Regions from separate parts of the Sus scrofa genome. Here regions 2, 3, 4, 5, 6 and 7 are each linked to region 1. The links are chromatin contacts, called in public HiChIP or PLAC-seq and promoter capture Hi-C maps. All regions are on one chromosome and are shown on one strand. The core of a region is the stretch at or near the end of the contact, and the rest is flanking DNA. Distances in the headings are between cores, read along the strand shown. Region 1 has its middle 46 kb from the start of TARBP1. Region 2 has its middle 26 kb from the start of TOMM20. Region 3 overlaps LOC110256735 (a long non-coding RNA gene). Region 4 has its middle 130 kb from the start of TOMM20. Region 5 has its middle 190 kb from the start of TOMM20. Region 6 has its middle 200 kb from the start of IRF2BP2. Region 7 has its middle 180 kb from the start of IRF2BP2.

The links. Promoter capture Hi-C pulls out the DNA fragments that hold promoters and counts their contacts. HiChIP or PLAC-seq counts read pairs in DNA pulled down with a chosen protein or histone mark.
Region 2: an H3K27ac HiChIP or PLAC-seq map of skeletal muscle shows a contact between it and region 1. The contact joins two enhancer-like sites. A contact is called at or near these places in 2 of 2 datasets of contacts at active chromatin or transcription factors (alveolar macrophages and skeletal muscle).
Region 3: a contact with region 1 is called in an H3K27ac HiChIP or PLAC-seq map of skeletal muscle. The contact joins two enhancer-like sites. A contact is called at or near these places in 3 of 47 Hi-C or Micro-C datasets (embryonic fibroblasts and liver) and 2 of 2 datasets of contacts at active chromatin or transcription factors (alveolar macrophages and skeletal muscle).
Region 4: an H3K27ac HiChIP or PLAC-seq map of skeletal muscle shows a contact between it and region 1. The contact joins two enhancer-like sites. A contact is called at or near these places in 1 of 5 promoter capture datasets (liver), 13 of 47 Hi-C or Micro-C datasets (alveolar macrophages, blood, embryonic fibroblasts and 7 more) and 2 of 2 datasets of contacts at active chromatin or transcription factors (alveolar macrophages and skeletal muscle).
Region 5: a contact with region 1 is called in an H3K27ac HiChIP or PLAC-seq map of skeletal muscle. The contact joins two enhancer-like sites. A contact is called at or near these places in 3 of 47 Hi-C or Micro-C datasets (alveolar macrophages, embryonic fibroblasts and skeletal muscle) and 2 of 2 datasets of contacts at active chromatin or transcription factors (alveolar macrophages and skeletal muscle).
Region 6: a contact with region 1 is called in an H3K27ac HiChIP or PLAC-seq map of skeletal muscle. The contact joins two enhancer-like sites. A contact is called at or near these places in 1 of 47 Hi-C or Micro-C datasets (retroperitoneal adipose tissue) and 2 of 2 datasets of contacts at active chromatin or transcription factors (alveolar macrophages and skeletal muscle).
Region 7: a contact with region 1 is called in a promoter capture Hi-C map of liver, with 4 times the contacts expected there. The contact joins two enhancer-like sites. A contact is called at or near these places in 1 of 5 promoter capture datasets (liver), 7 of 47 Hi-C or Micro-C datasets (fetal liver, liver, mesenteric adipose tissue and 1 more) and 2 of 2 datasets of contacts at active chromatin or transcription factors (alveolar macrophages and skeletal muscle).

The regions. Positions count from the first base shown.
Region 1 is chr14:56,621,670-56,625,187 of Sscrofa11.1, reverse strand. No RefSeq gene overlaps it. Among named protein-coding and RNA genes, the nearest start is that of TARBP1, 46 kb to the left of the region's middle. Within about 2 kb of position 1,682, at least 70 of the 83 cell types and tissues checked have an H3K27ac peak or open chromatin away from gene starts, as enhancers often do. A contact at or near this core is called in alveolar macrophages, fetal liver, liver and 5 more, where this site is marked.
Region 2 is chr14:56,137,469-56,140,986 of Sscrofa11.1, reverse strand. No RefSeq gene overlaps it. Among named protein-coding and RNA genes, the nearest start is that of TOMM20, 26 kb to the right of the region's middle. Within about 2 kb of position 1,621, at least 13 of the 83 cell types and tissues checked have an H3K27ac peak or open chromatin away from gene starts, as enhancers often do. A contact at or near this core is called in skeletal muscle, where this site is marked.
Region 3 is chr14:56,184,825-56,188,342 of Sscrofa11.1, reverse strand. It overlaps LOC110256735 (a long non-coding RNA gene), which reads right to left. Exons shown (of 4, transcript XR_002338651.1): 2 at 1,268-1,368. Among named protein-coding and RNA genes, the nearest start is that of TOMM20, 73 kb to the right of the region's middle. Within about 2 kb of position 1,727, at least 37 of the 83 cell types and tissues checked have an H3K27ac peak or open chromatin away from gene starts, as enhancers often do. A contact at or near this core is called in liver and skeletal muscle, where this site is marked.
Region 4 is chr14:56,238,865-56,242,382 of Sscrofa11.1, reverse strand. No RefSeq gene overlaps it. Among named protein-coding and RNA genes, the nearest start is that of TOMM20, 130 kb to the right of the region's middle. Within about 2 kb of position 1,637, at least 55 of the 83 cell types and tissues checked have an H3K27ac peak or open chromatin away from gene starts, as enhancers often do. A contact at or near this core is called in alveolar macrophages, liver, mesenteric adipose tissue and 4 more, where this site is marked.
Region 5 is chr14:56,306,026-56,309,543 of Sscrofa11.1, reverse strand. No RefSeq gene overlaps it. Among named protein-coding and RNA genes, the nearest start is that of TOMM20, 190 kb to the right of the region's middle. Within about 2 kb of position 1,968, at least 22 of the 83 cell types and tissues checked have an H3K27ac peak or open chromatin away from gene starts, as enhancers often do. A contact at or near this core is called in alveolar macrophages and skeletal muscle, where this site is marked.
Region 6 is chr14:56,339,179-56,342,696 of Sscrofa11.1, reverse strand. No RefSeq gene overlaps it. Among named protein-coding and RNA genes, the nearest start is that of IRF2BP2, 200 kb to the left of the region's middle. Within about 2 kb of position 1,611, at least 28 of the 83 cell types and tissues checked have an H3K27ac peak or open chromatin away from gene starts, as enhancers often do. A contact at or near this core is called in alveolar macrophages, retroperitoneal adipose tissue and skeletal muscle, where this site is marked.
Region 7 is chr14:56,362,592-56,366,109 of Sscrofa11.1, reverse strand. No RefSeq gene overlaps it. Among named protein-coding and RNA genes, the nearest start is that of IRF2BP2, 180 kb to the left of the region's middle. Within about 2 kb of position 1,804, at least 60 of the 83 cell types and tissues checked have an H3K27ac peak or open chromatin away from gene starts, as enhancers often do. A contact at or near this core is called in alveolar macrophages, fetal liver, liver and 3 more, where this site is marked.

The sequences.
Region 1 (3,518 bases), core at 433-2,932:
GCTCTCCTGTGGGCACCCAGCAAAGCCAGGAGAAGTGAGATGTGTCCAGGTGCCCCTCCCCCTCCTCTCCTGAGTTGAACTTCATCCTTATGCTCAGAACCAGGCTGCCCACAGTCTCAGTGGTCCTCGAGCATCACACTCCACTGGAAAGCGCACTGACCGCACAAAGAAGACCAGCTTCTGCCCCACCTGGCCCTTCCCCTGAAGGAGAGCAGGCAGCTATGCTGAGATAGGCTCAGGCCAGGGAGAGAGACCTATTCTCCTCCTAGGCCTGACACCAACTTGGCCACACCAGCAAACTCATTCAGCTTCTCTGGGCCTCGGATTTCTCATTCTTAAAACAAATGATGATCTTGGGTTTCACTAAGTCTCTAAAAATTCTTTTCAGTTCTAAAACCCAGGGATTCTACACCTCTCCCCTTCTGGGCAGCCCCAATTCCCTTCTCCTCCGGTGAACCAGCGGGGACCTTCTTCAGTGGGGATGATGGCGGGGCTCCCAGGAGGCCGGACACCAAGGGAACAGGAACGGCAGGACAGAAGGGGGATTGTTCCGTCAGCTGGCAGAGGAGGAAGCAGAGCTCTTAGCAGCCCCCGCCCAGAGGCAGAGCCCGGGGCAGCAGACTCTCAGTGCTCTTGGCGTATTTCCGCCGGAAAAAACCCGCGACCCCCCACCAGCTGGTGGTGAAAGGCGCCCCTCTGCATTGGGTCTGATGCTCAGGCAGGCAGAAGTGGCTTCCCCCCCAAATCCTCCCTCAAAGTCACTTGCGATTAATTTAATTTCATAACCTACCTCCCACCCTACCCCCCAACCCCACACCAAATGACTTCTCTCCAAATTTACGATGTTCGAACTATTGACGGAGATTAACTGCTATAGCAACTGCACAACAGTCTGGAAGGTTATTGTGCAGTGGGAAGTCACTCAACTTCAAGGAGCTATGTTTACTTTCGGAAAGAGAAGGAAGGGATGTTAGCTTTGGCTATGGGACTCTTCAAAGTAAAAGATTTCAAGATGAAAGTGGAGATCAAGTTACCAGAACAGCAAATAAAGACCTCGGGAAAATGAGGAAATAGCTATCACGTGGGTAACGGGTGACAAATCTTTCTTATCTGTGGCTGGGGGTAAGGAGGGAACAACACTCAAGGTCACTGCCCACGTGTTCTTCCGTCTCACCCGCAGACTTTCTCAGAGCAAGGTCAGAGGGCGAATCATACATGGGGGCAAATTCCAGCCGGGTCTTTCAACCAGCCACTGTGCCCTGTGAAATGTCACACTGGAACAGGATAATTGGATGGTTTGGAGAAGCTGCAGAGGGAATCAGGGCTTTTCCCAAAGAAGATAAAAGCAGAGAAGCAGCGCCCAGCCTGAAACCAGCTGCCCCGTTTGTTCAAAAAACAGGTCTTCTAACACCGAGAAGCAGAAATCGAAACCTCTTTAAATCCCCTAGAATGTTTCGAACAAAACACCTATTTCATGAAAGAAATTGCATTTTAAAAGATCACGCCAACAGAATGTCCCAGCTGCTTGGTCACCTAAGTGTTTTTGGAAAAGGAAAAGAGCTATTCAGCATTAAAGATTCAGGAATGTCTGTTGACATATTAAGGAAACAACCTCAGGGGACAGCTGACAAGGCTCCAAGAAGCATTACCAAGGGAACGGTGACGCAAACGTGTTCCGTTTTTACAGGCTGGCGCTCCGCCAGGCTCCCTCGCCTGACGGCTGATGTCATGCTAATCCCTATCTGGGTTAGCGTCGCTTGGATATCAACTCAAGCGGCACAGTCAGCTGCAATCAATAGCAGGCTCCTTTTATAGAAGATAGTAAAGGAAAAAATACGTATACACAGAAAGAGAACTCCGGATTCCAGTGTGCTCAAACCTATACATTGTGCCAAAAATGGGGAAGGAAAAGAAATGAAGGTCCAATACAAATCTGGCAGTTCCTGTTGTGGCTCGGTGGAACCGAATCTGACTAGCATCCATGAGGACACATGTTCGATCCCTGGCCTCGCTCAGTGGGTTAAGGATCCGGCATTGCCATGAGCTGTGGTGTAGGTTGCAGATGCGGCTCCGATCTGGGGTTGCTGTGGCTGTGGTGTAGGCCGGCAGCTACAGCTCAGATTAGACCCCTGGCCTGGGGACCTCCATGTGCTGCAAGTGCAGCCCCAAACAAACAAACAAAAAACAAATCTAAGCCACACCTGACATAGTCAGGGTCTTTTCTGTAGAGTAAGTCCTATTGTTGATGAAAGATACTACTATTTCATGATATTAGTTTTTTGTGTGTTTTTTTAGCATAACTAAGATGTGCCTAATTCCCAGTTGAGCTAAATGAGGATGGAAGAAAACAGAAGACATTAGGTGGGAATGTGAAAATAATGATTTTTTTCATTATTGAACAAATGGGCTGATTCCTTTTAAACCTATGCGTGAAATATTGCTTTTCAAAAATTTCTGTCTTCAAGACCACTGCTTTTCAATTATTTTAGAATAAATAAGGAGAAGAAGAATTATGCAAATTTTCATCAGGCTTGGATTGAATGCGTATGTCAAGTGTCCTCCGTAATGCGCTGTGGGGCCACTTTGCATTTTCTTCCTCAAGCATGGCAATTTTAACTGTCCAAGAGTGATAAAGAAGAACCCATTTTAAAAACTCACTTCAATTATGCATATTCTCTTTCTTTACTAGGTTATACTCCGAGGGAAGGGAACTCTGTCGTCTTTCAGAGCAGACCAACAACAAAAGCATTTTTGATTCCCAGATTTTCAGAGTATAAATAATAACGATCATAAAATTGGGTTGGGAGTGAGAGGGAAGGATGAACACCAGTGGAGATAGTGGCGTTATTTTTTGTTTGAGTTTATTTTAAAGCTTTGTTGAAGTAGAGTGGATTTACAAGTTTGTGATCATTTCTGCTGTACAGCAAAGTGATTCAGTGATACATGTACACCCCTCCATTCTCTTTCAGATACTTTCCCCACATAGACGATCACAGTGTATTGGTTAGAGTTCTCTGTGCTATACAGCAGGTCCTCGTTGGCCAATCATTCCATATACCACAGGGTGCCTATGCCAATCCCAAATCCCCAGTCCACCCCTTCCTCCCCTCCCCTGTCTGCTTTGATAACCACTGTTCGTTGCAGCACTAGCCACAATCGCCAAGACATGGAAGCAACCTAAATGTCCAGTGACAGAGGAATGGATAAAGAAGATGTGGTGCATATATGCACTGGGATCTTCCTCAGCCATAGAAAGAATGAAGTAATGCATTTCAGCAACAAGGCTGAACCTAGAGATTATCATGCTAAGTGAAGTTAGTCAGACCATGCAAGACAAACATCATATGATATTGTTTATAGGTGGAACCTTAAGGAAGGATACCAATGAACTTATTTGCAGAACAGAAACAGACTCACGGGCTTTGAAAAACTTGCAGTAAGCAGAATTACTTTTAATAATAACGAGAAGGGATAATGACGATGACATAGCACATTGGATGCATGAATAAATGAAGTCC
Region 2 (3,518 bases), core at 372-2,871, 480 kb after region 1:
AAAAATCACCTCCACATCCCATAAACCAGAGATGATGAGGAAATGGACTACTGCCCAGATTTACCTTGAAGACAGAGAGAACCATTGGCGCTGAGTTCCTCCCAAGGTGTGATCACACAGGACCTGACACCTGACACCTGAATAACCTTGGGTTATTCCACTTGAGCTGCACAGAGGGCAAGGTTTCCACCCATTTTATTTAGCTCTGGAGGGAGGTACCTGCAGGCTTTTGACTTGGATTTAAGGAATTATTTCCCCTTTTCAAATCCAAAAGTCATAAAGCTGTACTCCTAGGACCAGAGGCACAGTGTCTGAGATGCTCCTGGCTTTGGCATCAAAGGCCTTTTGCTAAAACTGCTGAGCTGAGAGCTGCCTGCCCCTCAACAACACCTGGCTTTGCGGGGTGGCCCTTGGTCTCTCGAAGCCTCGTGGAGGGGGCGCTGAACCTGCTTCGCTGCTGCAATGCGCCTTTGCACAGCCCTGGGAGATAAGCTGCAATCTGAGCTGCAGGCCCTCGCCAGCAGTCCCCAGCCACAGGTCACTTTGCATCCACAACACTATGAACATTCTGCTGATGCTCACAGCATGTTTTCTCTAACTTTTCAAATATTTTTAGGGCCATGGGAGTTCCCATTGTGGCACAACGGAAATGAATCCAACTAGGAACCATGAGCTTGTGGGTTCGATCCCTGGCCTCGCTCAGTGGATTAAGGATCTGGTGTTGTCGTGAGCTGTGGTGTAGGTCGCAGACTCGGCTCAGGTCCTGAGTTGCTGAGGCTGTGATGTAGGCCAGCAGCCGTAGCTCCGATTCGACCCCTAGCCTGGACAAACCTCCATATGCCGAGGGTACAGCCCTAAAAACTAAAAAGAAAAAAATCTTTTTAGTGCTGCACTCACGGCATATGGAGGTTCCCAGGCTAGGGGTGGAATCAGAGCTGTAGCCACCAGCCTACACCACAGCCACAGCCACGCCAGATCCAGGCCACATCTGTGACCTACACTGCAGTTCACGGCCGTGCTGGATCCTGAATCCACCAAGCCAGGCCAGGGATAGAAACCGCATCCTTATGGATATTAGTCAGGTTCTTAATCTGCTGAGCCACAACAGGAGCTCCCCATGTTTGTTTTTGGCACAGTGATTATACAGAATTAGGAGGTTATGGAGTTAAAAAAACCCTCTGCTTCATTTTCTTCTTTGCCTTTAGTGTAAAAGATCCATGTGTTGCTTTGAAGCACTCTGAAGATCAGCTTGGAATCATGCCTCTTCTTCAACAAGTCAGCAGTCCTTCCAACTATTTCTCTGAATTACGTTCTCTCATTTGGGATGTTCCCATATACAATTTTAATTTATGTGAACCTGAAACAAGACATGACAAAATGTCATCCCAGTACATTTTCCAGGATGAACATTTTTTCCCCCAAATGTCCTAGCATTTTCGTTTTGCTATTAGTGATCGCTATACGTTACAGAATCACATTTCCGTGCAAGGGGACACCAGGGCCTGGAGGCTCCAGGGAGGTGTGTTCCAGGTCTCAGGCTAGCTCGTGGCACCCAGGGACAGGGCGCTGGCCGGGCATTCGAGCCGCCGCCGCCAGAGGGCGCCAGAGCTCGCCTTGGCTTCGGCTCTCAAGTGCTGGCATTCTTCCCCGGCTGCCGCCGGACCAGCACAGCTCAGCCCTGGAACATCGTTCAGCACCACGCAGCCCTCTGCTCAGAATGCGTCCTATCACGTGTCCAATGCGCACCCACCCCCACCCCACCCCCTGCCCGGCATGGAATTAGAGGAGACGGTGGTCCTCTCCGTCTACCCTCTGAGTTGCTAAGGCTGGCGTCCTCTCCTCGGTAGGTGAACGGTGAGCGTCAGAATCATGCGCACTTGGCCAATGGCCATGCAGAACTCGATAGGTGTTGGGAGAAAGCAAGAAGATGTTTTTGTAAAAGTACTACTGACCACGTGCTTTGCTGATATATTTGAAGGTACCACTGGACGCATACTTTGCTGCTATTTGCCTGGTCCAGTGCCCACTAACTAAGCTGCCTTGAGCCCTATGCATCGGAGACCCAACTGCCCTGTGGACCAGCTGGCGGCGTTAAATCATCTTCAGAGGAGGCATGCGTATAGACGTAGCTCATCTGCCACTGCTTTTGTTCCCTGGTGACACCACCGCAGCACGAAAATGACCAGCAGCTGTCTGAAATGGCAGTTTGTGGTTGACAGATCTATCCTTGAAAAACTCGTGCGCCTCCGGGGTAGCAAGTCAGCGCAGTCGCTCTGTGTATCTATAATTGAACCAACCCAGACCCCTGCGACAGCTGGTTGGGAGAGATGCTCTTTCTGGACTTGAGAGTTTATTCTTTTAACTGCAGGGTATCTGTCAAATGCTTTTCAGCATGGACTAAACTAAAAAAAAAAAAAAAAAAATTTTAATGATAAACTATTTTAAACAAGTCAGAGTTAAGTGTTATTTATGATAGGATTCTTCTCAGCATAGAGCTAGCTTTGATATTGCCTGGAATCATTTTTATCACATATCCTAAGTCACTCTGAGGAAGAAGTTAATTTATGTTTGCTTTCGGAGGTGATAGTTAAGAGAAAAGAGTAAAGTATAAGTGAGATGTAACCTTTGCTATCAAAAGCATTGCATGTGGGCTAATACCTAGGAACCTATGTCTTTTTTTTTAGATGGGGCAGTCTGACAGGTTTTACTAATAACATCCTTTTCTGTCAAACTCCATAAATTTGTGTGTGTGTGGAACCTATGTCTTTTTTTTAATGTCTGCACCCACAAGCATATGGAATTCCCGGGCCAGGGATTGAATCCAAGCTTCAGCTGAGACCTGCATTGTTGATTGTTGGGCAACAGCAATGCTGGATCCTTTTGTTGTTGTTGTTGCTTTTTAGGGCTGCCCCTGTGGCACTTGGGGGCTCCCAGGCTAGGGGTCTAATTCGAGTGGCAGCCGCCGACCTACGCCACAGCCACAGCAATGGGGGAATCCAAGCTGGGATCTACACCACAGCTCACAGCAACACCAGAGCCTTAACCCACTGAGCAAGGCCAGGGATCGAACCCAAATCCTCAAGGATACCAGGCAGATTTCCCATGAGTCACAACAGGAACTCCCAACGCTCAATCCTCTAACCCCCTGGGCAGGGCTGGGGATCCAATCTGCACCTCTGCAGGAAAAGGAGCCACTACAGTCAGATTTTTTTTTTTTTTTTTTTTTGTCTTTTTAGGGCCACACCCATGATATATGGAGGGTCCCAGGCTAATGGGTCAAATCAAGGCTGTAGCCACTGGCCTACGCCACAGCCATAGCAACGCCCAGTCCAAGTCACATCTGTGACCTACACCACAGCTCACAGCAAAGCTGTATCCTTAACCCACTGAGCAAGGCCAGGGATCAAACCTGTGTCCTCATGGATATTAGTCAGATTTGTTTCCATTGAACCACAATGGGAACTCCTGCAGTCGAATTCTTAACCTCCTGTGCCACAGTGGGAATTCCCCTTATGTCT
Region 3 (3,518 bases), core at 478-2,977, 440 kb after region 1:
GGTTTCCCCAAAGTTGCTTGGAGAACTTTTCATGTGACTCCTTTTAGCTGAAAGGCAGAAAAGTCTGGGGCCTTTTCCCATCAAGGAAATAGGGGTGGGGGTCAGTGGGCTGAATAAAGGCCCAACTGAGGTCAAGTCTAATTCCTGGAACTTGTAAATGTGACTTTATTGGCAAGAGTCTTTGCAGGTGGGATTAAGCACCTTATTTGGAAAAAGAGTCTCTTATTTGGAAACAGAGATGGGTTTAAACGAAGACACTTGAGATGGGGAGTTATCCTGGATTTCCAGAGCCCTACATGCAATTGCACATATGCCCACTAGAGGGAGGCAGAGGGAGGTTTAACCACACAAGGAGGCGACGTCAAATGTCACCAGAGGGGATGGGGCCACAACCCAAGAAATGCTGGCAGCCACCAGAAGCGGGAGAGGCAACAAGATGAATCCCTCTAGAGCCTGTAGAGTGAGCTCAGCCCTCCTGACACTGGATTTCCGCCCAGTAAACTGATTTCAGCCTCCTGTCCTCCAAGGTGTGGAAGGGTACATTCTTTTCCTTTCAAGCTGTCACGTCTGTGGTCATTTGTAACAGCATCCACAGGGAACTAATTCACCTGCAGCATTCTGCTTGGGGGGTGGGGCCAGGAGCAAGCTGGGGTTGGGGTCACCCTGCATCCCGGAGTTTGTCAGGCAGAGTGATGTGTGAAGGTCAGAGCCAGATGTGGACCTCATGGAAGGGAGCCAGGATGACCTCGTCCCTATTTCTCATCTCTGCCTGGAGGGGCAGAGACTCCCCGCAGCAAGAAGAGGAGGGAAAAGCTGCAAGTGACCACCCAGAAGAGGGACACCTCAGGAGAAAGGTCAGCTTCAACCGCAGCAGGGTCCCACCGCACCCACTCAAGTAAGAGCTATGCTCTGCCTTCCTCTCACCCTGAACCCCAGCTCCCCACTCGGGGAGGAGTGGGAGGGGCCATCGGAGTCCAGCAGAGAAGCCCCCTTTCCCACGGAGGCTTCCAGCCCTAAGCAAGCTAAGCTGGAGCTGGGGTGAAGAATGGGATGTCAAATTTGAGGGTTTTGACTAATATCTTGGCCTGGATATTCAAATTCCAAATTGAGACTGTTTTCCATTTAAAGCGACCTTAGGACAGACTATTTCCTAAGAGGAGCAAAAAAGGCAGCGCCTGCCAGCGTTTTCATCCCAGGCCAGGAAACATTCATCTCGCTGAATCCATTTTAAAGGGGCAGCAGAAAAAAAAAAAAAAAAAAAAAAAACCTGAAGCTGCATTCCCCTGAGACCACGAGCCCGGCTTATTCAACACACTAGTTGCAAACGCTGGTGAAAACATCTCGGTGAAACGGAGAGTCGCCGAGTTCCTGTGAAAGGAAAAAATGCAAATTTGTTTTCAGTATCACTTTTAAGCTTCCTGAGTGGAGTCTTTGGCCCGGACTGACTCGCATTGACGTCATTCCCGAGTTGGCCATATCGGAGCAGCTGTTCGCTTCCTCCCTCGGCCTCAGCCCCTGGTGCAGAAAACACGCTGGTTTTGTTTCATGGAAGATTAAAAACATTTGCTGCTGCGTCCATAATTCACAACCCCTGCTATCACTGGGACCGGGAAGACTGGACAAGAGATGCTAGGTCCCCTTCTCCAAACCCAGGAGAAACCGACAGAGGGCCAGACACAGGATTACGCATCCGCAGGCACCCAGCCCAGACTCCAGCCCCCACACCCTTTCCCTTTCTCTTGGAACAGGAGGCAATGGATCTAACCACCGTTCAACACATGGTCATGTGAACGAAGCTGCTTTGCCCTCACAGCTTCAAGGGAGACGGGACCAGGCTGCACAGCCCTGGATAAACGCCCCTTGCCTCTGGCCTCACAGCAAAGGCTCAGCAAAGCCAAGGTGAAAAGCAAGCTCCCCGGCTCCTCGAAAGATTGTTGCGGGGGTGGGGTGCGGGTGTTGATGGTGGCAATGCTGACTGACATACGGCCTGCCCTGAACCTGAGGTGGGGATCCTGACTCTGCCTGGGACCTTCTGGTTCCTTCCTTCCGATGCCCAGGAAGGGACTCTGGGCAGGCAAAGTCCAGCTGACACATCTCCTGCTGTGCGGTTGGTTCTTCTCCAGAAATCCCTGGAGTCGGATCATTTGTCAAAGCTGGTAGATAATTCCACATCTTTTTTTTTTTTTTTTTTTTTTTTTTGTCCTTTTAGAGCTGCACCTAGAGCATATGGAAGTTCCCAGGCTAGGGGTCAAATTAGAGCTGCAGCTGCCGGCCTACACCACAGCCACAGCAACACAGGATCTGAGCCACCTCTGCGACCTACACCACAGCTCATGGCAATGCCGGATCCTTAACCCACTGAGCAAGGCTACGGATTGAACTGGCATCCTCATGGATACTAGTTGTGTTCATTACCACTGAGCCGCAATGGGAATCTATAATTCCGCATCTTTTTTAAATTTGTTTTCCCTTTTTACAGCTGCACCTATGGCATATGGAAGTTCCTGGACCAGGGGTCGCATTGGAACTGCAGCTGCCAGCCTATGCCACAGCCATAACAGATCTGAGACGCATCTGTGACCTAAGCCACAGCTTGCAGCAATGATGGATCCCTAACCCACTGAGCAAGGTGATTGTTTGAACCCACATCCTTAAAGAGACAACATTTGGTCCTTAATCCACTGAGGCACAACAGGAACTCCAATAATTCCACATCTTTCCATCGCGCTGCTCAGACACATCCCTTAAGTTACTGTTGTTTGGAGCCTCCATGAAAATGCAACAGAAGCAAGTAGATTCTTTACCCCTTTCATTTGTTGAGAGTGACCTTCCCTAACTAAGCCAGTGAGTTGGGCAAAGAGAAAAGATGTGAGAGAAAGAAGACCGGGTGCTGGGGGAGCGCTGGAGTGCCCATCACACCTCCCTGTGCTGTTCCAGTGCCCTCAGCAGAGACCTCAAAGAACACGGGTGTGCCCCAGAGGTAACCCCAGCTCCACAGTCCCTCTGGATGCAGAGCCAGCAAAGACCTGAGTTTGAATCCTCTGCCTCCATCACTTGTTCTGGACTCAGCGGTGTCTGTCTGAGCACTGCACCAAGCTCCACTTAACGCTTGTGGTCCAGGTGCTGCCACCACCCCACTCCCCGCTCCCAGGGGTCTTCCCTGCCCCTCCCACCCTGAGGCTGTGTGAGACCCCTCATCTGAGGTCACCTCCCTCCCTAGTCACAGTTGGCTGCCGTGGAGTGTGGCATTTCCCAGTTGGCTGTGAGTCACAGGAGGGCGGGGGCTCTACCCTGTCTAAACCCAGCATCTGGGAGTTCCCGTTGTGGCTCAGTGGGTTAAGAACCTGACTAGTAACGGGGATTCGGGTTCAATCCCTGGCCACACTCAGTGGGTTAAGGATCCAGCATTGCCGTGAGCTGCAGCGTAGGTCACAGCGCAGCTCAGGTCCAGCATGGCTGTGGCTGTGGCGTAGGCCAGTGGCTGCCACTCCGACTCAACCCCTAGCCCTGGAACCTCC
Region 4 (3,518 bases), core at 388-2,887, 380 kb after region 1:
ATCTTTTATGGATTTTCAAGCAATACAGTGATGGGCTCCGGGGGCTGTAGAGGCAGCTCCCACAGGCCGGGCCCCTCACTGCAGCCCCGGGAAGCAGAGATGAGGCAGCCAAGGGTCCCAGCCTTCGGTGTCCAGGGTTAGTGGGCCTAGTGCCTGTCCACTGAGGACAAGCGCCCCGTCTTTAGAAAACACTGCCTCCTCTGCACTAATCATGGCATCCAAATGCAAGCAGCCACCTGCTCAGAGCCCCCCCCCCCTCTGCGCACCGACACTGAGCCAGGGGTGGTCACCTGACCCCAGCCAAGGCCCTCAAGGCCTCTCTGGGACTTTTGAACTCTTGGTCCCTCTCTAGCGGTGAACCTGGTAGGCGTGATAAGCAGAAGCTGTCATCCTGTGCCTCCCCTGCAGGGCTGAGAAAGCTTATCAGTGGGATTGGAGTCGAGATTGGGTGGGAGATGATGCAGGGGGTCAGGTCCCGTGGCAGGCATTTTCAGAGCCCCTTTTTGGAAGCCCCAGGGGGTCTGAGTTGCATTTCTTCTGCATGTGACTGATAATAGAGTCCCCATGGGACTCACCAGGGGTTGGATTCTGGCCATTCAGCCTAAGCCAGACTGGCTGGCCTCTGCTTTGGCCATGGGAACAGGAGAGGGTGGAGGGGGAGAAAGAGACCCTTATCCAAGGTTGTTTAGGATGTGAAAATACAGAACCCCCGTGGCCACTTTGAGAGGACTTCAAAATCTTTATCAAGTCAATACTTTCAGGATTATATGCTCTCAGGCAGAGGGAATTATCTGGATCATCGAAGTGATCTTAGAAAAAGTGACAGCGTTTAGTCAGCACACTAAGGACAGGTCCTTGGGAAAATTGTGCACTGGGATAAATGGCCAGTTTTGACTCTTCTCCTAGAAGGGAGCTGCTGAGCTCCTGGCCCTCTCCTGTGTGTCTGTGGCTAGATGGACAGATGGACTCCAGGAGGCATAGTTCAACTGCCACCTCCATCAGTCGAACCCCCGCCAAGGCCGAGGCCCACAGAACCCAGCTGCTCCCCCAAACATGACTCCCAGATCCAAGGAGGCCGCTGAGAGGGGCACAGGCTCCCCACCTCCCTGGTCTCCCTGCGGAACCCACAGGACGGCCTCAGTCACAAGGAGGGAGGGAGGCAGAGTCCAGCCTAATCCCCTTACTCATCCAGAGGGTCGAAGGAGGGCCAGCAACCACAGGGGTCACAGCCTCCGTTTTGACTCCAAGTTCAAAGACTCTAGCTGAAGCAGTACAGGGCCCCCTGGCACCAGCCTACAAAACGGATCCAGCCCTGAGTCAGAGAGGAAGCCGACACTCACTGAATCACCCGTCCACTTCCTTCTGCCCAAAGCCGCCTCGGCCAAAACCAGCAGCCGCTTCCGAGGGGCAGCTCGGCGACCGACGCTCAGAAAAGCTGAGGCCCTGAAGGAGGGCCAGCAGGGCTGCACTCATGCGGCCCAAACCATCGAAACAGTGTCAAGGTGGCGCCCCCGCCCCCTGCATTTTCCAAAGCAAAGCTTCGCATCATGTGACAGCGTGTCCTGCACTGTCCTTGGCAGGGTTCTTTTTCACTTCCCTATTCGGAACACAGCCACACTTTCCAAATGCCATGAATCATCACCACCGAGCAACGGCCATTCAGCAAGACAGGAAACCACTGAGCGGCAGGCCGGCAAGGAACAGCCCTCTCTGGCCCCGGCTGGGCCTGAGGCCACAGCAGCAGCTGCCACTCCAGGCACCCCTTCCCCACTGTCATCCCCGGTGGCTGTCCTCTGCCCTCTGATCCACCCTTGCACCGGGTCCCAGATGGCAGTAGGGTTTCTGACTTGGTTCTAACAGCGCTCTCGTTGCATTGGCTAAAGCGAAGCTGTCATCTGCCAATCCTGGGAGGAGAGAAGTGGGCAGATCCAGCCAAGACCCAGGGAGCTGAGCTCAGGGGGACGCGGTGCAGAGCAGACCCACCAACAGAATATGGGGCATTGGCTCTCTGCCGGCAGGTGGCCTTGCAAGGATGGTTCACATGCCCTCCTTGTCATCCAGGCCTCTTTGTGACCAGAACCACGTGGCCTTGTAGATGCCTTTCAGAAAGTGCCTGAATCCAGTCACCAGTGAGTCGCTGAAAAAATATCAATGAAAGAGTCTCATCTGCAGCGAGTATCAGACTCTCCTGTGCTGAGTTCCTGGCTCCCCTGATAATATGTCTGCCTTCATGCCCGTCTTAGGTTTTCCTGGAGTAGGGGAACCTCATACAAATCATTGCGTTTGCCTCTATTTAATCATAGACAGTGCCATTCAAAAGGAAAGCAATCTAGGAGTTCCCTGGTGTCTCAGCAGGTTATGGATCCCTCATCATCATTGCTGTGGCACGGGTCACTGCTGTGGCAGGGATTCGATCCCTGGCCTGGAAATTTCCACATGCCATGGGCGCAGCCAAAGAAAAAAATGGCAACAGCTAGTGTTGGCCAGGGGGTGGGAAATAGGCGCACTTTCTCTACTGTTGGTGGACATGGAGTGTTACATGTTTCCTGGAGGCAGTTTGATCCTGTTAACGATAATTATTAATGAGTAACTTTGACTCCTTGGCTTCAAGACTAGGGATGTATGGTCAACTGAACAACCAGGAAAATGCACCAAAATGTAAGTATGAAGAAAGTCATCACAGTGTGAGAAAGAGAGAAGGCAGGGAAGGAAGAGGGGAGGGAGACAGGAAGGAAGGAAGAAAGAAATTGGAGTTCCCGTGTGGCTCAGCGGGTTAAGAACGCAACACAGTATCCACGAGGATACAGGTTCAATCCCTGGCCTTGTTCGGTAGGTTAAGGATCTGGTGTTGCCACGAGCTGCAACGTAGGTTGAAGATGTAGCTCAGCTCTCACCTTGCTCTGGCTGTGGTGTTGGCCTCAGCTGCAGCTTTGATTCAACCCCTAGCCGGCGAACCTCCATATGCCATGGGTGTGACCCTAAAAAGAAAATAAATAAATAAACGACAACCTGGATGTGATTGGGCCAGTACGTTTAATGAAAAACTCTGCAACCGTTGAAAATAATGTTGGAAATCTACATCCAAAGCCCTCAAACAATATTCACCTGGATCATTTTGATAAAAAGTAGGAAACAAAACATGTGGCCCCCGTGCGTGGAAGTGTTGATGGTGCCTGGACCCAAAAGAGACGCTTGCAAGATGTATCAAGTTGTGAGCAGCGCTCATATCTGCGGAGGTGGATTTCAAGGTGATTTTCATCATCTCCATATTTTCTGCATTTCTTAAAATTTCTTATAAGAAACGGTGAAGCATTTTTATGCCTAGAGAAAAGTATATATCTGTTTTCCTTTTTAAGCCAAAAGTAACACAAATGCAAAAGTTGTATGAGTGCCTGACAGACTGTGTCTGTGCAAGATAAATTGCGTGTCCTCGTTCTGATAGAAGGTGTTACTGGACCATTCTGCCAGGAGGCCTTGTGCCCTGAGTTGTTTCTCTTGAGGTGTTTGTTTGTTTGTTT
Region 5 (3,518 bases), core at 719-3,218, 320 kb after region 1:
CGGGCTCCATCCGTCCTCACTCGAACCTCATGAGGGCGACTTAAATTCCCATTCACCAGATAGGAAAACTGAGGTCACACAGCTAGTGAGGGGTTGAGAACTGTGTTCTAGGAACAGGTGATGCAGCGGAGATTGGTGGAATGTATGGTCCTGCCCTCGTGGAATGCAGGGGAGACAATTAGATAAGCAATTCCAATGCAGTGTGGTCAGACCCAGGAGCCTGGAGCTAAGGGAAGACTTCCTGGAGGAAGCAACATTTAAGCCAGGATGACTAGAGTGAGGGTCATCTCAGCTCCTCTTATAGCGCCTCCCCGCCAGGCCTCCCAAACTGCACTTTCCCCAGTCATTTTTGTCATCTGTCACAGAGAAATGATAATATGCATCAGAGATGAGTCACAGGCAGGGGGTTGAGGAGTTCGACACACCCGGGCTCACCTCTGGGTCCCCCCTTCCAGAGTGGGTGGGCAGGAGGCTCACCCCAAGGCTCGTGGCTTGCTTTTCACTTGGAAAGTGCTTTATGATTTCTAATCACTTTCGCATATGTTTTTTTCATTGGAGTCTCACAAACTGGGGGCAGGTGTTATTAACCCCATTATTGGTGGGAAAAACGAGACATGAAATGACCTCAGCAGGGCACAGGGTGAGTCAGCTTCAAGGCTGGGTGTGCAGGTCCGTGACACGACATCGAGAGCTCAAAATAGGCCAGTTGCATGTTGCCCGGTTTTAGAAGAAAACTGATGATAGAGAAGAATACTCCTTCCTGGAAGAGGAATTCTTCAATTTCTCTTAAATGCCTCCAGATTCCTCCTAGCTTCCTATTTCCCTGGTTCACTAAAATCTATCTGCTGGCCACACCTACCGCTCTGATTCTGAGAAACCTCGAGAAGCTTCTCCACAGTGAAAAGATTGCTTTTCCCCAACACAGCGAAAACCCTGGAAATGGTGCAGGCAGCACTTCAGGAAGACACAGTGACAGACCCTGGAAACATTTGACTCCCATCGAAGGAAGCAATTGCAGATTCAGGATACACACCAGACTCTTCCACAGCTGCATCAACAAGCACCATCGGGGAAAAAGTCAAAACAGCCCAGAAGGCTCTGGCTGCGGATCCCAGGTACCTACATCAGCCAAGCCCTGGAAGGAAGCCACTTCCAATGTTCGTGTTAAAACAATGCTGCAATATTTTTTGGTTTCCACTGAATAATAGCTGTCAACAACTCAGGAAGGCTGTGGTTTGTTCCAGGTCTTTCTTCTTTGCAAATGTTCTTTTCTAAACATGATATTGCTCTTTTCAGCAAGGCCAAAATAAAGGCACGCACAATTACTCCAAAGGGGTAAATATTTCCGCGTTATGTTCAAGCCTTTGTTCTGTTTCTACATCTGAGAGGTCAAAGGTCCTGTATGGAGCAGACACAGTCCTTAAGTGCATGGTGGAAGGAGGGGCTTATAGGCTTCTATGATCTTCTAGAAGCCTCCATGGGTCTTTACAAAAGTCTTGGGTGGAGTTCCCATTGTGGCTCAGGGGTAATGAACCCAACTAGTATCCATGAGGCCTCCAGGTGATCCCTGGCCTCACTCAGTGGGTTAAGGATCCGGCGTTGTCGTGAGCTGTGGTGTAGGTCGCAGACATGGCTCGGATCCCATGTTGCTGTGGCTCTGGTGTAGGCCGGTGGCTACAGCTCCGATTCCACCCCCAGCCTGGGAACCTCCATATGCTGCAGGTACAGCCCTAAAAAGACAAGAAAAATAAATAAATCAAAGGTTTGACAAGTTTATTGGGCTGTTCTGTTAATATTTAAGAGTCGCCCATTCCATTCTTTTTGCCTAATTCCCATCTCCGCGTTCAAAGCGCCTGATTTGCTGAGGGCCCTCAGGAATTACAAACAGCCCCCCTCGGCCAGGCCTGGGTCTGAGCCGTCAGCCTCGGCAGAGTCGCTCTGCACCAACGCCTTTCTGTTGCAGAGCCCGTGAAACTCTCTGGACATTGTCTCTCACGTCCTTTCATCTGGACAACACGCTCCACCCCAAAGTGACCTGACCTATGAGATCACAGTAAAAAGTCAAGAAGTAGTTCTTAGAACTCTTTGCTCAGCGGGCCAAAGCTCCCAGCGGTGTCAGTCAGTGATCCAGACAAACATGTCACAGAGGAAACGGCGGCCAGGCTCGGCGCCTTGAGTCAGCTCCTCGGCTGGCTGACAGGCTGGACGATGGTTCAAGGGTCCAGCTGTGGGCACATGTCCCTCACCTGGGGTCCAGAAGGACTGCCGTATGGAAATCACCATGGGGTATGTTGTGAGATACGGTGAAACCAGAAACCCAAACATTGCTGGAAGGATTTCTCCTTTCTAGTCGTGAAAACTTTTCATCTTTCATCCATTAACATTTTGGAACACTTACGTCAAAGTTCTTTTTCCATGAATGAGATATATTATCTTTCCAATGCTTTGCCCAGAGGCAAACCCCAAAATAACAACTTCAGCTCAGGGACCATGTGCCAGACATGGTGGATCTCTTGTCATCTCCCCAATAGCTCTGCAAGGACTCTTATCGCCACTGAAGATAAAAGGGAACTGAGGCTCAGGGAGGTTCCCTAAGTCACAGAGCTAATGAGTGGCAGAGCCAAAAGCAAAGCCAGATTGGCCTCACTCTGAAATCACGGTACCTTCAAAAAGAGAGGTGAAATGTCAAAGACTCACACTGATGCCAAGTTCATTTAAAACGCCAAGTACCTGGATATTTGCAAAATTCTGGGCAGTTGTTTGAAGTGTTTTGCTCTCAGAACAGAGGCCATTCCAGTCTCTAAACACTTCATGCTTCTTGTGGAGTGACTGGCACCCAGTAGGCCCTCAGGAAGGGCAGCTGCTCATAGACCTCAAAGTCAAGTGCCATGTGTTGCCTGGATGCGCCCTCCTTCAATAATTCTGTGAGCAGGCTGACAACAAACCACATGAAAGCAAGCTCACATTCTTTGGAAGACGGCTGGTCAGAACACGGCAACACCAAGGCATCAGGTTTCCCCACCATCACAGCCTCCATATGGTACTCAGAACGCTGTCTGGGCTCAGGCGCAGTGCTGGCCTGGCTGCCCTGGTGGCACGGTACGCGGAATTCATTCCTGGAGCATATCTGGTCATCAGGGAGCCCCTCTTCACCAGGCTCTGGCTGGATCTTCCACAAGATCCAAGATGAGAGAAGCTTTACTTGGCCTGGCAGGGAATAGAAAGGCTCAGGGTCCGTCTGCACTCTTCCGATGCCCAGGGAATGGAGAACAGCCCTCCTTGGGGTGGGAGGCGTGTGTGTGTGTGTGTGTGTGTGTGTGTGTGTGTGGTGTGTGTGTGTGTTTTGGGGATGAAAAGCAAGGCCCAGAAGCTTGATCTGTGGATCAAAGACCCTCATCTACACGAGGAGGAGGATGGCACTCCCCTGGCCCTTTCTCGCATCCCAACTCACAGGTGTCAGCCAAGCCTCGACGGTCCTTGAGAGTAATCTCTCCCAAATCACAAGCAAGCGTATCAAA
Region 6 (3,518 bases), core at 362-2,861, 280 kb after region 1:
GATTGGCTCCAGAGGAAAGATGCTAAACAGCCCGGCTCAGAGTTCACGTCAATGAGGGGGAGGAGGGCAGGGCAGGGACATCCGCAGGGCCTGGGTTTCTGGCAGGCAGCTGGGCTTTGGGAACAGTGGGGCTCTCTACTCAAAGCCCTGGGAAACGTGCAGCCTATGGAAGCAGCAGGCTTTCTGCAGAGCCAAGGTGCTGGCCCACCTGTGAGCTTCTGACCTCACTGTGCCGCCACCCATGGAGGGATGCTGTGTGGAGTCTCCAGGGAGCGGCAGCCTCCTAAGCACTATAAAAATGTCAGCAGACATGAACTGATTAATATCACGCACTGGGATGGACTTTTCCAAAAAAAAAGATTATAAAGCAGTTGAGCTATTGTAGAGCTGAGGGCATTAGGAAAAGTTGACTGTCTTACCCTGGGCCCAGTCAAGTGGTGAATCAGTCAGGGACAAGGCTGAGGTTTTTGTTTCTGTAAAGCCTGTTTCCTTCGATTAAAAAAGTTATGGATGCACCAGGCACAAAAGGACCCATGTGGCATGATTCCACTTGTAGGGGTAACTCGAGGAGTCCAGCTCAGAGAGACAGAAAGCAGCATGGTGGTTGCCAGGATGAGAAGGGAGAGCTGGTGTCTCATGGGGACAGAGTTTCAGTTTGGGAAGATGACAAAGTTCTAGAAATGGATGGTGATGGTAGTTGCACAATAACGTGAATGAAAACGTCCCTGAAAAATGGCTAAAACGGTTGTTATGTTATGTCTCCTTTATCACCATAATAATAATAATAATAATAAAAGCTATGGAACTATTCGTTGTGAATCTCTGCTTAGATTATTTGAAGAGTAATTTGGTCTCATTTAGCCTTTTCTGTGCATGCACAGGAATGCAGGATCCAAGCTGCATCTGTGACCTACACAAAACGCTGGATACTTAACCCACTGAGTGAGGCGAAGATCAAACCCACAACCTCATGGATACGAGTCAACCTGCTGAGGAACAAAGGGAACTCCCTGGCCTCTTTTCAAGGCATTAGACTTTGAGATTCCCAAGGGCAGGGACCATTTATAATTTGCCTTTTTAGACCAAAAGCACTAGTACAAAGCCTTACATAGCATAATGCTGGATAAATACTATTTGAATGGAAAAAAATGAATGAACGAATAGGCCCAGAATTCCCTCATTGGCAAAGGCCATGCCACTGAACCATCTTTTTTTCTAAAAAACACATTCACAGAATAGTAACAACAAAACCACTGAGCATCATTAAGTGTTTTGCCTTCAGAGCAAATAAGGTTTTCAAACCAAAAAGCAACAATAAAAAAATTAACTGTACTTCGATAAATGTTTCTAAAAATAGTAAAAGCAAAACACGCAACAACAACAACAAAAGTTAAGTGCATATATCTATTCATATTGAAAGTTTCCTGCCTAAATTCCCCAGACACCCCCCCTCACTTTAATAGGAAGTAAGAGTGATGAATGAATGAACAAATGAATGAATTTCCTTCCTGGTCCGCAGGGCTATATTTTTCCTGTCTGGCTATCAGAACAGTCCATGCAGTGAGCCTTGCAGGTCCCTGGAGAGGTTCAGGAACCAACTAGAGTCCTTCCAGCTCAGACATCCCTTTCCTGGGTAGCGCCCTTCTCCAGGCTGAGACAGGAAATGATCTCCAGCTGCCCTCCCTGCTGACTCAGCCGCAAAGCCTTTTACAGTAATCTGACTTCACTTCTCTGGAGCTTCTTTGGGCAAAGACTTTCTCATTTTCTGTAAAGCAGATCATTAAGGGGCAGAAAATTCAATGACAAAAGGAAGGAAGCACAGAGAGAAATCCTTGCATTTTTTGAAGCTAGAGCACAAGCGTGGCCCAGGGATGTGAAATGCCTTTCTCCCTCTGTTTTCCCTTCAGTGCTGAGCAACCCTCCCAGCGTCCTCAAATTCCCAAGATCTGTTTAAACATCTCACATGTTCCTTCTAAATAAATCCAGCCATTTGTGCACGCCAGTCATTTTTAGCAAAGAGTACATTAGCTGTTTTCTTTTGCAGAACAAAATCAAAGTCTCATCTAACTAACAGCCATATATAAAAAGGAGGAGTACTTTCTGATCAGCACAACAGAACTGCCATGAATTTAGTCAGGGCTCCTGGCCTCCTCCAAAAGATGTTTCTAACATCGAAAGAGATCTCAAAATATGTAATCCATAGTGAGAAGGCTTTTTCTGAGCTCAGAAATGCAGAATGACAGGAACTATCATTTGTAGCAATATCATAAAGGAGAATCTGAAAAACCTCCGGCCACAAAATACCTAGATATGCCTACAAAAATAACAAACACAGTTTTAATAGCACAGCTGAGATCAGCAAAGGAAATCCCTGAGACCAGAGCAGGCTGAACAGCAGGGCAGGTGCTGACACTTTGGCTGTCTGGGCACTTGGAGCTCTGGCAGGGAAAAAAAGTCACCTTGAGTTTCATAACCACAGGCCACACTTCACACAGGTTTGAATTTAAATGTATTCACCTGCATGGTCTAGAAATCAATTAAGTAACATAAAAAGAGTTCTAATCTCATAATATCATAGGGGAAGTTGCTAAAGAAATTGAAAAACTTCTCTATAGAAACAGATCCTCAACCTCGGCCACACAAGATCCTGAGAGTGAGCATTTTTTAAAATTAGGAGCTCACAGTCAAAAACTATAAAATGCTTTAAAATGCTTTAGGAGACAAGAGCAAGAGTCCACACAGAACCAAAGTAACACACACAATAGGCGACATGGATATTGAACCACAGGCTCCCCAAGAACATCAGATAATGAAACTATCAAGAAAAAAAAATATGGTCAAGATAATTAAAATGCAAAAGGAGAAGTCAAAATTATGAATAATACTATCAGACTCTTTTTCAAAGACCAAATATATTTGAAAAAAAGACTAAATATAAGTCTAGAAATGAAATGTGTATCATTAAAAGAAAAAGCTCAGCCAGTGGGTTTAAAGATCAGATGAGACAGCTGAAGAGAGAATTGGAGATCCAGAAAATTATTTGGAAGGAGATTACCTAGAGTGCAGCACCCAAAGATAAAGTGGTTTTAAAAATGAAAAGAAGACATGAAAAGTTCTAGCATCTACCACACTGGACCTCCAGAGAGAAAAAAAACAGGGCAAGAGGTAATATTTTAAAAGGTAGTGGCTGGGAATTTTCTAAAATGGGATGAAAATCAGATCCAGGAAGCAAAATTAGGTCAAAACAAGATACATAAAAATAGATACATTGTAAGAAAAAACTGCCAAAGGCAAAATAAATCAGTGGGGAAAATAGTTTGACAACAGAAACAAGAGTTAACCTGACAGGAGACTTTCGGGGGGGGCTGTACCCACGGCATGGGGAAGTTCCAGGGCCAGGGATGGAACCCACACCACAGCAATGACAAAGATCCTTAACCCACTGAGCCACCAGGAAGCTCTGACAGCAGACTTTTTGATAGCAACAACAGAAACCAGAGGTCAGTGGAAGATTTCAA
Region 7 (3,518 bases), core at 555-3,054, 260 kb after region 1:
CAGGGACCCCCAGAATATTAGGAAGCACGGAAGGAACCGTCCCCAGTGGAACAGGCAAGAGCGTAGCAGTCCAACCCCAATACAATGCGAACTAATGTGCTGCATCTTTCAGTAGCCGCATTAAAGGAAGTGGACAGAAAGGTAACATTCTTCTTAATAGCATATTTTACTTAATCCACTCTTCCTTAAATATGAGCATTTCAACATGTGTGATACTTCCCGTTCTTTTTTTTTAACAAAGTCCTCGAAATCCAGTGTGACTTACCCCCACCCAGCATGTCTCAGTTTGAAGCAGTCCCATTTTCACCACTCCTGAGCCACATGCCCGGGTGGCTACCATATATGGCTGCACAAATCTAGGGGTGGGTGTGTGTGTAGAAGGAATCGTAACTTCTGCTCTGACTCTCTGAGTCCAAAAGACAAGTCAGACCTGCTTAAAGGGGGAGGGCGGGGGATGAAGAGGGAGAGAGGGTCATCCAGCATCTTGGTGAGGCCAGCGCGGCATGCCAGGCACTAAGTGCATGAAGGAGAGGCACCAGCTCCTCTCCCGCATCCCCAAGGGTGTCTGCGCAAACAGTGTCAAGACGACACAGAGCACCGAGGAAGGTTTGCTAAATGTTGCCAAGCACCTGGACACCAGATCACAAGGGCGACCCAGAAAACAGGCAAGTGCACCTGTGGTGGAGCGCTTGGCATCGAGCCCGGGACGGAGGTCACCCCAGGTCACGGCTGGAGGCGGGGAGCCAGGCAGCAAGGCTGCCTAATGTGGAAATGTTTGGATCGGAGCAGGGCAGGCGCTGCGGGCAGCGGGGAGGAGGCCAGGGCGGCGGGGTCCAGAGCGCAGCGCTGACAGTAACCAGGCGCGCAGAGGACCATGTGGTCCACAGCGCCAGCGCTGGCCAAAACCCGGGCTGCCTCTTTCCTAATAAGTCTGGCAGCGCCTGCGTCCTCTCAGCAGACCAGACTCTCCCTTGCTGCCGGGTCTTATTTAAGAAGAAGGAGCGGGGTGCCACCAGGGAGAAAAGCAAGCCAAACCCAGCAAGGATGGAGGGGAGCCCTCCTTTCTCCCGGCCTCCCCACTCCACAGCAGATCAGCTTTGCAAATGAACGAAGGGGTTGCTTTCTCCACGAGGACTGACTCTCTAGCCCTGGGGCACACATCGCATCCCAGATGGTGAGCCACAGGTCTCCAGCCCTTCCCTCTGGGGTGAGGAGGGGGCCCCCTAAAGCATCCCGCCCCATCCCTTCCCCTCCTCCTCCAGCTCCTTCCAGGAAAGAAAGGCACCGCCCACCTAACTTCAGAAGAAGGTTCCCCCCTTCCAGCCTCTGGGTCTGGCTGGGGCTGCACACTTGCTAGTTGTCTGCCGGCCCCACACAAGGGAGGGCAGGATTACAACACGTGTGTGTTTGGGTCAGGAGCACTTTTGAACTATGGCTCCGAGAAAGAACAGCCTGTACAGCCATTGAGTCTCCCAGCAACAAAGAATGTACAACAGAGAATGATTAGCCCTCACTGGCAAAACAATTTTTTTTTTTTTTAAAAAAGAGGTGCCGCTTGGTCTCTTTATAGGGTCCTGGAGTTAGGGTGTCTGGACTGAAGAGTGCTCTCCCTGCCTGGCTGGGAGAACCAGCGTCACTCGCTCCTCAGGGGTTTATGACCTTGGCTTACTAATAAGCCCTTGTAACACGATTACAGTCGGGGTTTTGCAAGCTTCGGGACCCAGGTGTGGTTGAAGGTCAGCTGCCTCGGGACAGGGGGCTCTCCTGCCGTTGGGAAAAGGTTACAAAGAATGATTTTCCTGCTCGAGGGCTTGTAGATGATTAACAGGTTTCTTTCTGTTAACCAGAGAGTTAATCGTTAGTCAAAGCACACTTTGATAATGGGGGCGGAGGGGAGAAAATGAATACGTCAACCATTAATCGAGGGACATGCCATAAAAGTTAGGATGGAAAACACACCGTTTGGGAGAGGAATTCATGCACTGGCCTGCTGGAGAAGAAGGAGGTAAAGGATCAAGTGAGGCCATGAAGTTCATGCATACTTAGAGCAGGGAGTTTTTTTTTTTTTTAAATCCTTTTCCTTGTTACATTGCTTGGAGGAAGCAGGGTAGGGATAACGAAATAACAAACACGGGAACATTACAAATAAAGCCAGTTTTATTGGCTTTTTGCTCCAGCCTCCCACAGTTGAGCCTGTCCTCTGTATGATTCTTTCCTTGGGCATTTTGCGGGGAGGAGAGGAGCCCAGGGACTCACGATCAGAAAAGCCAAGGGGGTCCAAGGAACTCAGGCTGAGAGGCATGAGGCCACACCAGCCCCTCCCCCGGGGTCACCCTGGCCAGTGCCCCCGTCCCTGACCCCAGTCGTCCTGCTGGGGCCCAGGGTGGCCTTGCTGGGCAGAGAGGTTGCCTGTTCGCTGCCCTGGAAAAAAGCAGCATTAGCCTCAGTTTCTTATGGCCTGATTGTGACACCAGGTCCTGGTGCCCAGGAGAGCTTTCCCCCAAGGCCCAGCCCAGGAAACAAGAGGATGCAGGGGGCAAAATTCCTGTTTTGCGCAGACAACTCCCAGATACACCACCTCCACCACTAGAAACATTTCTGGGTGCAGGACACAAGCATGTGTATTTTTTTTTTTTTCTTTTTGCTTCTCAGGACCACACCCTTGGCATATAGAGGTTCCCAGGCTCTCCCAGGCTAGGGTCGAATCAGAACTACAACTGCCGGCCTACGCCACAGCCATAGCAATGCAGAATCTGAGCTGCATCTGCAACCTACACCACAACTCCTGGCAACGCTGGATCCTTAAACAGGAATCGAACCCACAACCTCATGGTTCCTAGTCAGATTTGTTAACCACTGAGCCACAGTGGGAACTCCAACATGTGTATTTTTTTTTTTTTAAGGCTAATTCTCTCGAGTAGCCAGGGATGAATTGCCGCCACCAAGAAAACTAGCTGGGGAAACGTGAGCTGGGGGGCAGAACGCTCTGGGAAAGGTGCGCTCAGACTTGGTGGCCCAAGAGGATGACGGCAAAGATGAAGAGTGTGCGATAAACATGGATGGTCAAGAGGTTATGGACAACGTTGGAGCAATGCTGTGGGGGCCACACTAGAGAGACCCTCCTGCTCCCTGACACTTAGAAAGACCCAGGAGACAGTATAGATGCCTTTGGACCTGTTGTGGTCTGTGCACACGGGTCACAAAATAATTTCTGGACTCGTATCGGGGTGAAAAGAAAGAAGAGTTTATTGAGCATGGCGAGGGGAGAGAAAGTAGAGTTTATTGAGATAAGAGATGCTGCAAGCAAAGCAGGCTGACTTGCTGATGATCGGGGAGAACCAATCCTTGAACGTGTGGTCATGTCTGTTTTAATAGCCCAGGGAGAGGAGATGTCTCAGGATATATCTGCTGACCTGCTGATTGGTTGGGGAAAGAGGGGAGTCTTAGGATACGCTTGCTGGTTGGTTGGGAGCATGTAAGGTCCTATAGGGGTGGGGCGAGGAGTGGGCCATATACCT